Linked DNA regions of Oryctolagus cuniculus: region 1 is linked to region 2. The links are chromatin contacts, called in public Micro-C maps. All regions are on one chromosome and are shown on one strand. The core of a region is the stretch at or near the end of the contact, and the rest is flanking DNA. Distances in the headings are between cores, read along the strand shown. Region 1 holds the start of USP27X (ubiquitin specific peptidase 27 X-linked). Region 2 holds the start of WDR45 (WD repeat domain 45).

What was found. A called contact is a pair of places that touch in the nucleus more often than the background predicts.
Region 1: a Micro-C map of ear pinna shows a contact between it and region 2, with 4 times the contacts expected there. The contact joins the promoter of USP27X here to the promoter of WDR45 in region 2. A contact is called at or near these places in 2 of 6 Hi-C or Micro-C datasets (ear pinna and an unstated tissue).

The regions. Positions count from the first base shown.
Region 1 is chrX:34,615,930-34,619,317 of mOryCun1.1, reverse strand. It overlaps USP27X (ubiquitin specific peptidase 27 X-linked), which reads right to left and starts at 1,833. Exons shown (of 2, transcript XM_051826916.2): 1 at 1,759-1,833; 2 at 1-1,028. The coding sequence starts at 1,833.
Region 2 is chrX:34,225,855-34,229,671 of mOryCun1.1, reverse strand. WDR45 (WD repeat domain 45) reads left to right here and starts at 1,658. Exons shown (of 11, transcript XM_051827102.2): 1 at 1,658-3,211.

The sequences.
Region 1 (3,388 bases), core at 584-3,083, 390 kb before region 2:
TTACACATGAAGCAGTAGATCCCCCCGTAATAGAGGTCCACGGCTAAGGTGTGTTGCTTCGCCTCGGCGTGCTCGTGAATGTGCTTCTCAGTGAAGCAGCCAAAGAAGACACAGGAAAGGCAAGAGTGGAGTCTGTTCAGATGGGCACCGCACACATGGCACACGCAAGACTTGGCCTTGCTTTTCCTGGTCTCGGGAGTTCCACACCACACGAAGCACTGGTAGATGACCCGCAGTTCCTGCCTCCAGTTCTCTCCCACCTTAAAACTGTTCACGTGGGAACAACCCGGGGGCCCCAAGGCAAAATCCACATCCAGGCATCCGCCCCCAGGGCCGCGTCGGGGTCGGGGCCGGGGCGGGGGCCGTGGCCTAGGCTGTGGAGGGGTCCGGAGCCGGGTCTGGGGCCGGGGCCGGGGTCGGCGGCGCGGGGCACGACTGCGACGCGGAGAGGGATCGGGGGGCCGCGGCGGGTCGGAGGGGAGGGTGGGGGGAGGAACCTCGTCGCCGCTGCAGCCACCGCCGCTCCGCGCTGGGTCCTCATCCTCCAGCTCCTGCTTCGGCTCCCCCTCCGGCTCCTGCTCCGCCTCCCGTACCGGCTCGGGTTCGGGCTCCAGCTTGAGCTCAGCCCGGCGGCCGGGACCCTCCGCCGTCTCTACCTTCCCGGCGGCGTCCACCTTCCCCGCCGTCTCCACCTTCCCGGCGGCGTCCACCTTCCCCGCCGCCTCCACCTTCCCCTCCACCTTCGCCTCCGCCTCCGCCTCCACCTTCCTCTCCGCCTTCTCCGCCGTCTCCGCCGTCTCCGCCTCCTCTACCTCCTCCGCCTCCACTGGCGGCGGCTCCTCCCCCTGCTCGCAGGGCTCAGGCGGCCACTGGGCGTGGCGGCGCGGGGGCCACGCAGACCTGGGGTGTCCCCCGCCCGGCCTGAGGGAGCGCGGCGGCCGTGGCAGCTGGACCCAAAAGGGACTTTCACTGAAGGAGGCGGCGGCGGAAGCAGGCGACGCCCCCGGGGATCCTCCCGCCGAAGCCCCCTAGCGGAGGCCGCTTCTGCAGCCAGGCCCCGTTTCCTTTAATTCAATATTTCCCAAACTTGCTTGTTCACGAGAATCACGTGGGGGAGCGTGTTCAAAAAAAAAAATCACAGAGTCCTCGGCCCCACCCGCAGGCCTACTGAATCAGTCTGGAAGGGAGGCACTCCGGAACCTGTATCTCTAACTGGGGCCCTAGAGGCTGCTTCTGATCAGGCAAGTTTGGGAAACACAGCTCTAATTCATTGAGGCTGGCGGGAAGGGGGGCGGGGACCGCGCAGTCTCTTTAAGGCGCTTCCAGTTCTCAGCTCCAATCGCTGCTCTGACCCCCTTCATCGTCTCCTCCCCTCTCCTCGTCCTTCCCTTCCCCTGTTCAGGCTTCCCCCAGCACTGCGGGGCGGGGGGCGCAGCGGTTGCCCAGTCCAGAAACGTGTCTCCCGCTAGGAAATGCCCCCGCAGAGGAGAGTCCGGAGGGCAGGCCATCCTATTCGGCGGCCGAGGCTGCCCTCAGCCCTGCCCCCAAGCTCCCCTCCCACCCCGGGACCTGCCCTTCCTGAAAAGGATGAAGCTCCTACTCCCTTCAGATCCGCAGGGGCAGTGCCCCCAAGGCCACTGGGCCTGGAGAGGCACATCCCCTGCCCATCTTATCAGCTCTCTGCTGAGTCTGGCTCTGCCCCTCGCCTCCTCCCTGGGCTCCCAAGGCCAGGAGTGGGATGCCAGCTAGCCTCCTGACCCGGCAGACGCTGAGCAGCCCGGAGACAAAATTCAAGGCCAGCGAGCGAGACCAGGCCAGCTCCACAGCCAGCATCTCCCCTACAGCTGGGAGAGGGGCGCAAGCTACAAGACACAGTCCCAAGACCCTTGCAACCTGCAGGGTCCCAGGCCGGGCAGCAGGTAGAAATGTGTGGAGCGGCCAGTGGGGAGAGGGGGCGGGCCTGAGTGTCAGGGGCCTCTGGGAACCCGTGTGTGGAGGGGCCTGCTGTAGCTACTGGTTCTGGGGAGTGCAGCCCAGGGCAGCGGGCGAGCCTGCTGCTCTCCGAGTCCTGATAGCTGCTGGCCATGGCCTAGTGCACACTGCCGGGCTCGGGCTTGGGCTTGGGCTCGGGCTCGGGCTTGGGCTCGGGCTCAGGCTCGGGGGCTGTGCTGCCTGATGATACCCAGCCAAGCTCTCCTTGGCCTGCACAGGCGGCCCGCACCCCCACACACACACCTGTCCCCTTCCTCCAGGGAGGGGGCGGGGTGGGGCAGGCCTCCTGGGTTAGCAGCAGGTGTTGGTCTTGAGGACTCGGGAGCCCTAGACTGCCTGGCTCCCACACAGCGGAGGGTGGCCTGCTGCCTGCCCTTAAGTCACCTGCTTAAGTCAGCTCTTCAGTTCCTTGAAGCACCCAGCATCTTCCAATGGATGCCTGCCCTGTGTGGCCTGCAACCAGAGGAACCCGACCTAGCACGTGAGCTAAAGGAATTTTCCTGCTGTTGCTGCTGCTGCTGCTAAAAGTGACTGATGTCATGGAGTGTGCCGAGAGGACCAGGGGTTACTCATCCCAACTATCGGACGAGAAGGAGAATTAACCATCTCTACCGTGCCTGGAACTCTCTGCCCTTAAAGACCACCCATGTTAAGCTGGTTGCCTTACTGATCAACTCCCTGCAGAAGCCCACAGGCCCACCCCGCCTCTGCTCAGGCCAGCATGTTCTGGCAGTGGAGAGTTTTGCCAACATTCACTCAACAGATGTATATTCGTCTTTGACCCACAGCCAGGTGTTGTATTAGGAACTGTGGGCACAGCACTGAACCAAACTTACCCCAGGGCCACAGTCGGGGCTAGCTTCTCCCAAAAGGCACATTAAGGAAGACTTAAATCACTAGCAGGGAAGAGATACTATAAAGCAAACAGTCAACGTATATATACCAGAAACACTTTCTTGTTTTTTTATAATAGTCCTCATGGGAAAAAAAAAAAGAGAGAACTTGGTTGAACTTTCTTACAATCCCCCCCCCCCCCGATTGCATGCTACTTTCACTTGGAATCACTGGTGGAGAGTGCCACCATAATCTTTAGATGCTTAGTGTTTGTATGGGTCTGGATTCCATCCCGAGGCCAATGTCACCATCTCTGCCTGCAAACACCTAACAAAGCTGGCAGAAGGAGCTGAGCTTAGGAGAGAGTTCCTCCTTGCAGTTGCTGCGGCTAGGCTAAATACAACTCTGGCCACAAGGTGGCAAAAGAGTAAATGACAATTTCTCCTTTTTTTTTTTTTTTTTTTTTTTGGTATGTTTACATAAAACTATTGGTTTATATCAAAATTCTCTCTAAAAATATTTGAAAAATGGTATGCTTGATACCAAGCTCCTTCACACCTTC
Region 2 (3,817 bases), core at 409-2,908:
GGTAGGTACCAGCGTCGACGTCGTGTGCGTGCCAGGCTGTGTTCCCTCTGATCCACTTGGATGAGTCTTCCATGCGTGTATTGACAAGTACTCTGCGGAATGCTGAAGGGGAACCCTCCACAGACGTCTGTGGCTCTCCACGCGCTGCTCTCCTGCTACTCCGTCCTTTGAACTCTAGCTGCCCCAGTCTTGCTGGAATATCTCAGCTGAGGAAATACCCCAGGCTCTGCCTGTTTCCTCTTCTGTAGCACAGTAAGGAAACCCTCTAGACAGTACACGGGACAATTGTAGGGCTCACCTTGCTTTTTATCTTTCAAGAGTCATTTTCCTTCTGTACCAGATGTCCAGTGTCTTAACAACCATTGCTTTGTGTATTTTGTCTGCTTTATTTGGGTATTTGGGGGAGACGAGTGTTTCATGACAGGGCCATTTTGGTCTCTGTTACTCCACCTTGACTATAAGTGCATGGTTTTTCACAGTGGGAGCAAGAGGATTTGACAATGGAGGGGAATTAGCATGATGTAACTACTCTTTTTTTTTTTAAGATTTATTTATTTATTTGAAAGTCAGAGTTACACAGAGAGAGAAGGAGAGGCAGAGAGGGAGAGAGAGGTCTTCTATCCACTGGTTTACTCCCCAACTGACTGCAATAGCCGGAGCTGGGCCAATCCAAAGCCAGGAGCTAGGATCCAGAAGCTTTTTCCGGGTCTCCCACATGGGTACTGGGCCCAAGGACTTGGGCCATCTTCCACTGGTTTCTCAGGCCACAGCAGAGAGCTGGATAGGAAGTGGAGCAGCCGGGTCTCGAACTGCCGCCCATATGGGATGCCGGCACTGCAGGCTTAACCCGTTACACCACAGCACCATCCCGTAACTTCTCTCAAGCTTGAGTGACAAACTGGGTGTTCTGGTGCCAGTGGGTAAGATGAAGAGGACAGGAGGAAGGTGCTTGAAGGAAATAAGAGATCTGCTTGGATGGATAAGCTTTAAAACATCGACATGAATGTGTCCAAAAAGTCATCACTGTATATGAATGTGCTGTTCAGGAGGGAGGTCTACACTAGGGGGCCTACCTTTGCAACAATTAAGACTACCAGAGAAGATGAAGTCACCTAGGAAGAGACTATTGGCTCTGAAAGTAAAGGGGGCAGAGTCATAGCTGTCTTAGTCTGTTTTCTGTTGCTATCACAAAATACCTGAGACCAGGTCATTTGTTTTGTTTGTTTGTTTGTTTGGGTTTGTTTTGTTTTGTTTTTGTTTGTTTGTTTTTTTGACAGGCAGAGTGGACAGTGAGAGAGAGAGAGACAGAGAGAAAGGTCTTCTTTTGCCGTTGGTTCACCCTCCAATGGCCACCGCGGCCAGCGCGCTGCAGCCGGCGCACCGCGCTGATCCGATGGCAGGAGCCAGGTACTTATCCTGGTCTCCCATGGGGTGCAGGGCCCAAGCACTTGGGCCATCCTCCACTGCACTCCCTGGCCACAGCAGAGAGCTGGCCTGGAAGAGGGGCAACCGGGACAGAATCTGGTGCCCCAACCGGGACTAGAACCTGGTGTGCCGGCACCGCAAGGCGGAGGATTAGCCTAGTGAGCCGCGGCGCTGGCCCGAGACCAGGTCATTTGTAAGAATAGAAATTTGGCTCACAGTTCTGGAAGCTGGGAAATCCAACAGCATGGCACTGACATGTGCTCAGCATCCCAGGAGGGACAGGCATCACATGCGGAGACCAAACAAGAGATGGAGTGTTCCCGACACAGCCATTCCCAAAATAACCAATTCATCTCTGAAGGGACTAATCCTGTCCTGAAGGGAGATTCCTCAACATGTAGCATCAACATGAATTTGAGGGCTAAATTCCCACCACATGGATTTAGGAGACATTTTCAAACTACAGCAATACTCAAGATACCATGATATTTGGAAACTGGATGCAAATGGATGGATAACCAGAGAAGGGACAGAAAACCAAGCAAGTGAGAGCAAGAAACTGGATCAGAGCAGAGGGTAGAGAAGTTCCTGCTGTTTTGCAAGATCATTAATCGTCAGTGATTTGGTTAAGAGCAGTCTCAGAGATGTGGGAGGGGCAGAAGCCAAACTGAATTAAGCTAAATAGAAGCTGAGTATGGGGAAGGAGAGTGAAGCAGAGCAATGGGGTCATGCCCAGGAGGGTTCCAGGACCAAGCTTCACAAGGAAATGTGTTCAGAAGTGTTGACAACACAGGACCTGAAATCAATAGGGCAACAGCGCAACAGTGCTACACTGATACCATAAGCCAGTTACAAAGAATGAATTAAACAGATGTCAAAGTATGCATTAAGAAAGCATCAACAACACTGGGGAAAAAAGTAAAGGATGGGTGGGTGTATCCGTGTTAATACCCGATTGTAATACAACTGCAGGATTTCCCTGTGTTTTCCTTACAGCTGCATGTAATCTGCACTTACCTCAAAAAATTCAAATGTTGAATTAAACACTTCCAGTTGCCATAATTTGGCAACTTTTGTTTCCACAGTAAGCATTCAGACTTTTTACCAGCAAAGAGCTATTTCTTTTTTTTTTTTCTTTTGTAAAGACGACAGCGAAGGATGGGGTGGGGAGCGCAAAATCCATCCCTGTCTTTCCCTAGACAAAGAGAGCAAGTCTCACTCAGCCTTCCGGGTCTGCAGGTTCCACCCCTACCTCCGCTATAAGTCTGGAACTCTGTACGTCAATCAGGGGGCAGCTACTCTAGTGCACCTCGGAGGTCCAAGCCTAGTTAGTCCAGAAAGTTAACACATCTAGCTCTCCGTGGGTACCGAGTTGGATGCTCCGCCCTTTCCCACTTAGCGAGAGGGTTTCTCTCTTTCTCCTTCCCTTCCTCCCTCCCCCATATCATCCCTCCTCGGGTATCTCTGTCTAGCCCTGGAGAAACCTCCCCCGCCTCTGAACCCCCAGCCGCCCTCCCTGCACTTCCCGCGCCTTCCTTAGGAGACAGTTGCTCGCGATGCTCCCCAAACCGGCGAAACGGGCGAGAGAGCCGCGGGCTCCTTTTCTGGCCAAGGTACATCATTTCCGGTCACAGCCTCCCTCCCCCGGAAGTAGGGCCTGATGTAAACACGGGAGCCGGGCGCCAAGGCCCGGGAGGTCAGGGAAGCCGGGCCGCGGGCGGCGCCGAGAACGGGGCTTGGGAGTCAGAGACGCGGGAGATCAGGACAGAAGGACCACGATCCCGGGGTAGGATGGCGTCTAGGGGAGGGAAGGGATCCTTGGGAATAGGGGTCTTTGTAGATGGTGGGTTTCAGACCAGGGGTATTGAAAGGAGTATAAGGGTGGTCTTCAGAGGGGTGAGGCATCCCTGGCAGGAGTCCAGAGATAGTGCAGGCTTTGGGAATGGGAGGGGGCGGGGGCGTGGAAACAATGGGGCTTGGGAGAGTGAGGCTGTCCGGTGGAGGATGTTACAGGGGGAGACCCAGGTGGTTTGGGCTTTTGGAGGGTGGAGAGGGGGTGCACTTGGACAGAGGTCTTAGAGAGATGGGGTTTGAAAGGGAGGATGGAGCTCCAGGGCAGGAATCTTAGGGACTGGGTCCTGTTCAGCAGTCTCAGGTTGGTGTTTTCCTAGGCAGGTGTTTTGGGCGCTGTGCCTTTGGCAAGGGTCTTTTTAAAAAAAAAAAAAAGATTTATTTATTTATTTGAAAGTTAGAATTACACAGAGAGAGGAGAGGCAGAGAGAGAGAGAGAGAGGTCTTCCATCTACTGGCTCACTCCCTAATTGGCCACAACAGCCGGAGCTGCATCATCCAAAGCCAGAAGCCAGGAGCTTCTTCCTGGTCTCCCACGCAG